2 separate regions of the Mus musculus genome follow, and region 1 is linked to region 2. A link is a contact called in public HiChIP or PLAC-seq data. All regions are on one chromosome and are shown on one strand. The core of a region is the stretch at or near the end of the contact, and the rest is flanking DNA. Distances in the headings are between cores, read along the strand shown.

Region 1 (2,700 bases), core at 108-2,607, 140 kb before region 2:
GACATCTATGTTGTATAAATAGTCAGACACATTAGCCCTATCTTGTCACCTAAAGGTGACAGGGTGTACATTTGAGTACAGAAAGCTCTTACCTGCTCCATGTTAGTGGCATCCAGGGCATCCTGTATCTGGCTGTCAGGCAGGAAGTCTAGTTCCATTGCTGAGGACTCCTGCCATGCAGCCTGGTCTCTGGGACAGGGAGCTGCCAGGTGTACAGGAATGCCTGGGCTGCTGTGACAGTCCTTGGTGCTCTGGGGAGGGTCACTAGCTGCACAAGTGTGCTCTAGCTGAGAGGAGGTATGAGGGGTACTGAGGCCCTCTAAGTCTTGATCACAAGTTAGGCCACGTAACTCTACCAACATCTGATTCATGGACTGTGCTGGTAAAGGCAGCATTCCTATATCTCCTGGCGACTGCTCATCAGAGCCAGAGTCCTTGGTCTTGACCACTGGATCCATTTCTTGGGCTATATGGCCGGAATCTCCAGCTTCCGTCACGGGCTCTTGTTTCTCAGGCTCTGTCTCAGTGAAGCTTGCCAGGGTATCACCATGACACCTCTCTTCCCATCTGGCCTCCTCTCTGCCTGCTGTGGTCTCCTCAGCAAGAGGTGTGGAGCTCAGCAGAGTTCCAATGCAGCCTCCATCAGGGATCTGCTCATCCAGAGAGCCCAGCAGCTTGGCCACCTGTGGAGCACTCTGTTGCAGCACAGAGGGATCTAAGCTCACTTCTGTAATGACAGTGTCCATAAGAGAGGCATCTGCTGGGCTGGTGGAGCTGGGTGCTGCAGCTGTGCTGCTGAGAGTATATGTGGGGACAGAGAGGTCTTGAGCCACAGACCAGGTGGGCTCTGAGGCAGGAGCTAATGCTGATGTGTAGAGGATGTCCTCTCCTTCCTGGGGTTCCCCAGAATGCTGGGCCCCTGCTTCCCCTCCTTGGGCATCTCTTTCCTGTGGGTCTCTGCTGTCTGCCTCCCTGCCTTCAGCAGCAGCATCTGACAGGGGGCTACTACTGTCTTGAACTGTGGCCATCTCAAAACCATTGTTCCCCAGGCTTCTATTATCTAGTGAGATTGTCCTCTCCTTTGAAAGGGTTCCATCTGGCTGTGTCTGGACTTCTGGTCTGATGTCATGGGGAGGGAACCTCAGGGACTCTCTCTGTGGCTGGCTGGCTGCTTTGAGGGCTCCCAGCTCTGGCCTTGTTTCCTGTGGAAAAAGAAGATTCAGTCCTGGCCTTCAATAAGCAAGCACTCTGAAGAACTTTCTAGTTGGAGATTTCCTAGTTGAGGATCCCGTCCTCAAGATCAGATAGTTGTATCCACCACTAGGTACCACAGTGGGCTCTAGAAGCTACTCTAGACAGAGCTTTCTGCTAAGGCAGGAGGAGGAAAGTACACAGGCCCCTCATTTTATGCCAGCACCAAGCACTCAGGATCTCAGAATATAAAAATCCAGGTGGTAGGCTGTGGGGTGACTCCATAACAGAGCATTTGCCTAGTTGCACAAAGTCTTGAGTTTTGTACCCACCCCAGCGATTCAATGAAGGGCTTAAAGTCTCTCCTGCCAGTTGGCCCAGTGGTACAACTCATTAGCTTATTAAAGTATTTATGAGTGTGTGTTTGTGTGTGTGTGTGTGCAGGTACACACTCACATGTACCATGATGGGGGGCAGAGGACAACTTGCAGGAGTCTCTCCTCCTATGAAAGCTCTCAGATTGTCAGATCTGGTGACATGAGACTTTACTGGCTAATCCCACCAGCCACTTATCAGCTTAAGATACACCAGAGCAAATGAGATAGCTCAATGGGTAGAGGTGGTACTTTCTGACAAGCCTAATGGCCTGAGTTTGATCCCTGGAATCCACATGGTAAAGAAAACAGACTACACAGACTTGCTTTCTTCCACATGCACACTGTGGCAGAGGCACCCACACACACACATACGTATAGGTAATTAAAAAATAATACATCATTAAAAAAAACCCAGCTGGCATAGGGCTGGAATTGGTAGCACACATATATCATCACATTTAGAGGCTGAGGAAGAAATTCAGAGTGTGAGGCTGGGCTGGAGTACAAAGTGAGATTCTGTCTCAGAAACCCAATGGTGGTAACAATAGAGGCTTTCTGCTGTGAGGTCACTGTAGTCATGCTGTAACAAATGCTACATGACGTTCCTATTTACTCCCATCTTCCAGTGTTGACACCCTGTGTTGTTCAGGTATGACATCCGGGTCTGGATATGAGTTTGGTGAAAACCTATCTTGCAGCTGTGGTAGCACATTCCTGTAATTCAGCACTTGGGAGGCAGGGGTAGGAGAATCAGGAGGGCCAGTCTTAGCTACATTTGACCTAACAATCTCTCCTTCTAGAAACTGCCACCATGATGAGGATGCTAAACAGCCCTGGCATCAGTGACCCTCCACTCAAGCTACTCTTTGTTTTGTATACCTTGGTTTTTGAAACTGGGTCTCCCTGTGCAGCCTGACTGGCTTGGAGCTTGATACAAAGACCAAGCTGGTGCAAACTCAAAACACATGCTTCTGCTCCCAAGTGAGAATATCTTTTAAAATGTTTATTACTGATGTGTGTATGATTGGCTGATGCATGATTGTTAATGTGTCAATGATGTGTGTATGATGTATGATTTGTTTATGTGTATATGGGATGTATATATGACTCTGATGTATGCTGTATATTATAT
Region 2 (2,700 bases), core at 121-2,620:
ACATGTGCACACATACTTATACCTTCACACCTTTGCAAACACTCTCAGATGACACACACACTCACAGAGGACACACACAACACATGTACTCACACACTTTCATACACACACACATACACTCATACACATACACATGCATGCACCCACACCTCTCATATGTACACACACACATTCACAGAAGACATACAAACATGCAACCACACACTCTTATATACACACAGTTACATCCACAGAACACACACATCTACCCACACACATTCACACTCACAGTTATCACTCTTCTACACATTCACTCACACACACACAAATGCATTCACACACACACACACACACACACACACACACAGCATGAGATTGTCTGAAGTCAGGAGGGTGAATGAGGACACGAAGGACTTCTCCCTCAGTGTTGGCAACACACAGTGCAGGGTTCAGGGGCTCTAAGGACCTTCATTTGGATACACATAGGAGGCCAGAGACCCTCCTAGAGGAGGGGATTTCGACTAGGGCAAGGGCTGAAGGTTGCCTGACAGATGTCCCTAGGGAAGTCTAGACTCCTGTTCATCACTCTGTCCTTGGGGGAGGGCTGAAGTCCCCCTCAGCTGTCCCACTCCTAAGATGCTATCTCCCTAACTCTTCCTTGGGGGGGGGGAGGATCGGGTTCCCATTGCTAAGCAACCAGGTTTGTACTTGGTGAATAATGCAATGGAGGGCACAGAGAGTAAAGGACAGAATTGGGGTCCATACTGGAGGGAAGCCCTCTTTCTAGAAGTTTCTATAATCTCTTGGAACCCCTCTACCCATCATTCCCTAACTAAGGGTGGATAATCCCATACTAGGCAAAAGCTGGCGACTGAACCAAACCTCTCTCACTTTGAAAGAGCCTCAGCTAAGGTGAACTCCCCACACGTCGCTCATCTCTTAACTCCAAGGTCGTGCCTCAGCCATAATCGAGTTGCTGCTGACAAGGAGCGGAGGGGTGGCCATTGTTGCCTAAGACTTTGCCAATCTTTGGAGGTTGGGGCGCGCCTTTCTCCCTGGAATCTCTAGCATTTCCTCGCTGCATTCTTGAGAGGGTTGGTGACCAGGATTACACTTGGATGCACATTCTTGGATCCTGACACCCTTTGTCCCCTAACTCTGCAGTAGGCCTAGCTCTCTAGAGGCTTGGCTCTGAATGGGTCCCAGGTTTGGCCACCACGTCCCCTCGTGCTCCCCTCGGCTCCTTAGAAAGGCCAACTGGGGCTCTTAGGCCAGGCCGGTGCCCCCTACCCCAGCCTTTCCACCCCGCCCTCCCGCCCCCACCCCAGACACTTACGTGGGTGTGGCCGGAGACAACACCGGGGTCTGCAGAGCCATCACTGCCCAGCAGAGGTGTGAGCCAAAGGCCCCAGACTGGGCCTTGGTTGATGGGAGGGGGCTGTGGGGCGGAGCAGGAGAGCAGGTCCAGCTGGTTTGGGCGGGAGGCGCGGCCCGGTTGGGGCTGGGGCAGTGCTGGGGAGCGCTATCAACTTCTCAGGATGAATTATTTACCAGCCTCCGGCCTCCACGCTGCGCTAGGCTGCCTCCCAGTTCATATACACGCAGCCACGCCGGTGCTCCAGCAGGTGGGGGACAGCAGCCAAGCACTGACCCGCGGCCGCTGGGGAACACGCGCCTGCGTTGGGCACTCACACAGGAAAGTTTTACTAAAAGCCCAGAGTCATTGGCTCTCCCTTCTAGGACCTTGGAGCATGCTGTAGGGAGAGCTCTCTGACCCGGCTTTCGGAGACCATGGCAACCAAGAAGCCCAGGATGTGGGTCACTGTGGACAATTTGCCTCAGGTTTCAAGGCTTCAGTTTGCCCCGCTGGGAAATGGGAGAATAACTTCAATTGGCCTGCAGGTCAGAAGACCCTGTTGTGCTATTTAATGTTTAAGGGTGGGGGTAGAAATAAACGATAGGGAAATGGCCTCCAATTCACTACCGAGGATGTCTTTCCTTTGAACTCTGTCATTACAGACCTCCACAACCAGACCAGGTTTGATCTTTGTCTTGAAAGAGATCAGCCCTTGTCTGTCTCAGCTAGGTGCTTCAGAGGACCTTGCTCTGAGCAAGGACCCCTTCCCCCACCACACCGAGTGGTAAACTTACCCACATCTAGGCCTCTCCTCTCCTGACCGCTTCAGGGCTCCATGGGCCACTTTTGGCACGTAAAGTTGAGTGTCTCTCCTGGAAGCACAGGCTCCACCATACTGGATTGGGGCTGTCCTCAAGGGCTGGAATGGCCTATGTTCCACAGTCTAGTACAGACTCTTAAGAATCTAAAGATTTGCCTGGCGGTGGTGGCGCATGCCTTTGATCCCAGCACTTAGGAGGCAGAGGTAGGTGGATTTCTGAGTTCCAGGCCAGCCTGGAATACAGAGTGAGTTCCAGGACAGTTAAGGCTATACAGAAAAACCCTGTCTCAACAAAAACAGAGCCAAATATATATACATATATATATGAAGGTTTGATTGAACCTGAATCAAGTAGGTCACCTGACTTGGAATCCCACTTCCAGGAAGGTTCAGGTAGGAGAATGGCAAGGTTAAGCCTCCCTTGGGTTACAAAGTGAGTTAAAAACCAGTCTAGGAAACTTAGTAATAAATTGTCTAGAACTAAGTGGGTGGGGAATGGGGTGTTGGACATGTGGTTTTGTGGTAGAGAGCTTGCTTGGCATAC

What was found. HiChIP or PLAC-seq counts read pairs in DNA pulled down with a chosen protein or histone mark.
Region 1: a contact with region 2 is called in an H3K27ac HiChIP or PLAC-seq map of extraembryonic endoderm stem cells. The contact joins the enhancer-like site here to the promoter of Palm3 in region 2. A contact is called at or near these places in 18 of 39 promoter capture datasets (the C10 cell line, the HPC-7 cell line, HPC-7-derived erythroid cells and 13 more), 3 of 15 datasets of contacts at CTCF or cohesin (the NIH/3T3 cell line, large pre-B cells and pro-B cells), 94 of 484 Hi-C or Micro-C datasets (the 63-12 cell line, the AML12 cell line, the AtT-20 cell line and 66 more), 15 of 115 datasets of contacts at active chromatin or transcription factors (astrocytes, bone marrow-derived dendritic cells, craniofacial prominence and 11 more) and 5 of 9 other capture datasets (adipose tissue, embryonic stem cells, liver and 2 more).

The regions. Positions count from the first base shown.
Region 1 is chr8:84,165,083-84,167,782 of GRCm38.p6, reverse strand. 4930432K21Rik (RIKEN cDNA 4930432K21 gene) reads right to left here. Exons shown (of 9, transcript NM_029045.2): 6 at 93-1,202. Among named protein-coding and RNA genes, the nearest start is that of Nanos3, 10 kb to the left of the region's middle. Within about 2 kb of position 1,357, at least 3 of the 459 cell types and tissues checked have an H3K27ac peak or open chromatin away from gene starts, as enhancers often do. A contact at or near this core is called in extraembryonic endoderm stem cells, where this site is marked.
Region 2 is chr8:84,020,144-84,022,843 of GRCm38.p6, reverse strand. It overlaps Palm3 (paralemmin 3), which reads right to left and starts at 1,370. Exons shown (of 7, transcript NM_028877.1): 1 at 1,316-1,370. The coding sequence starts at 1,356.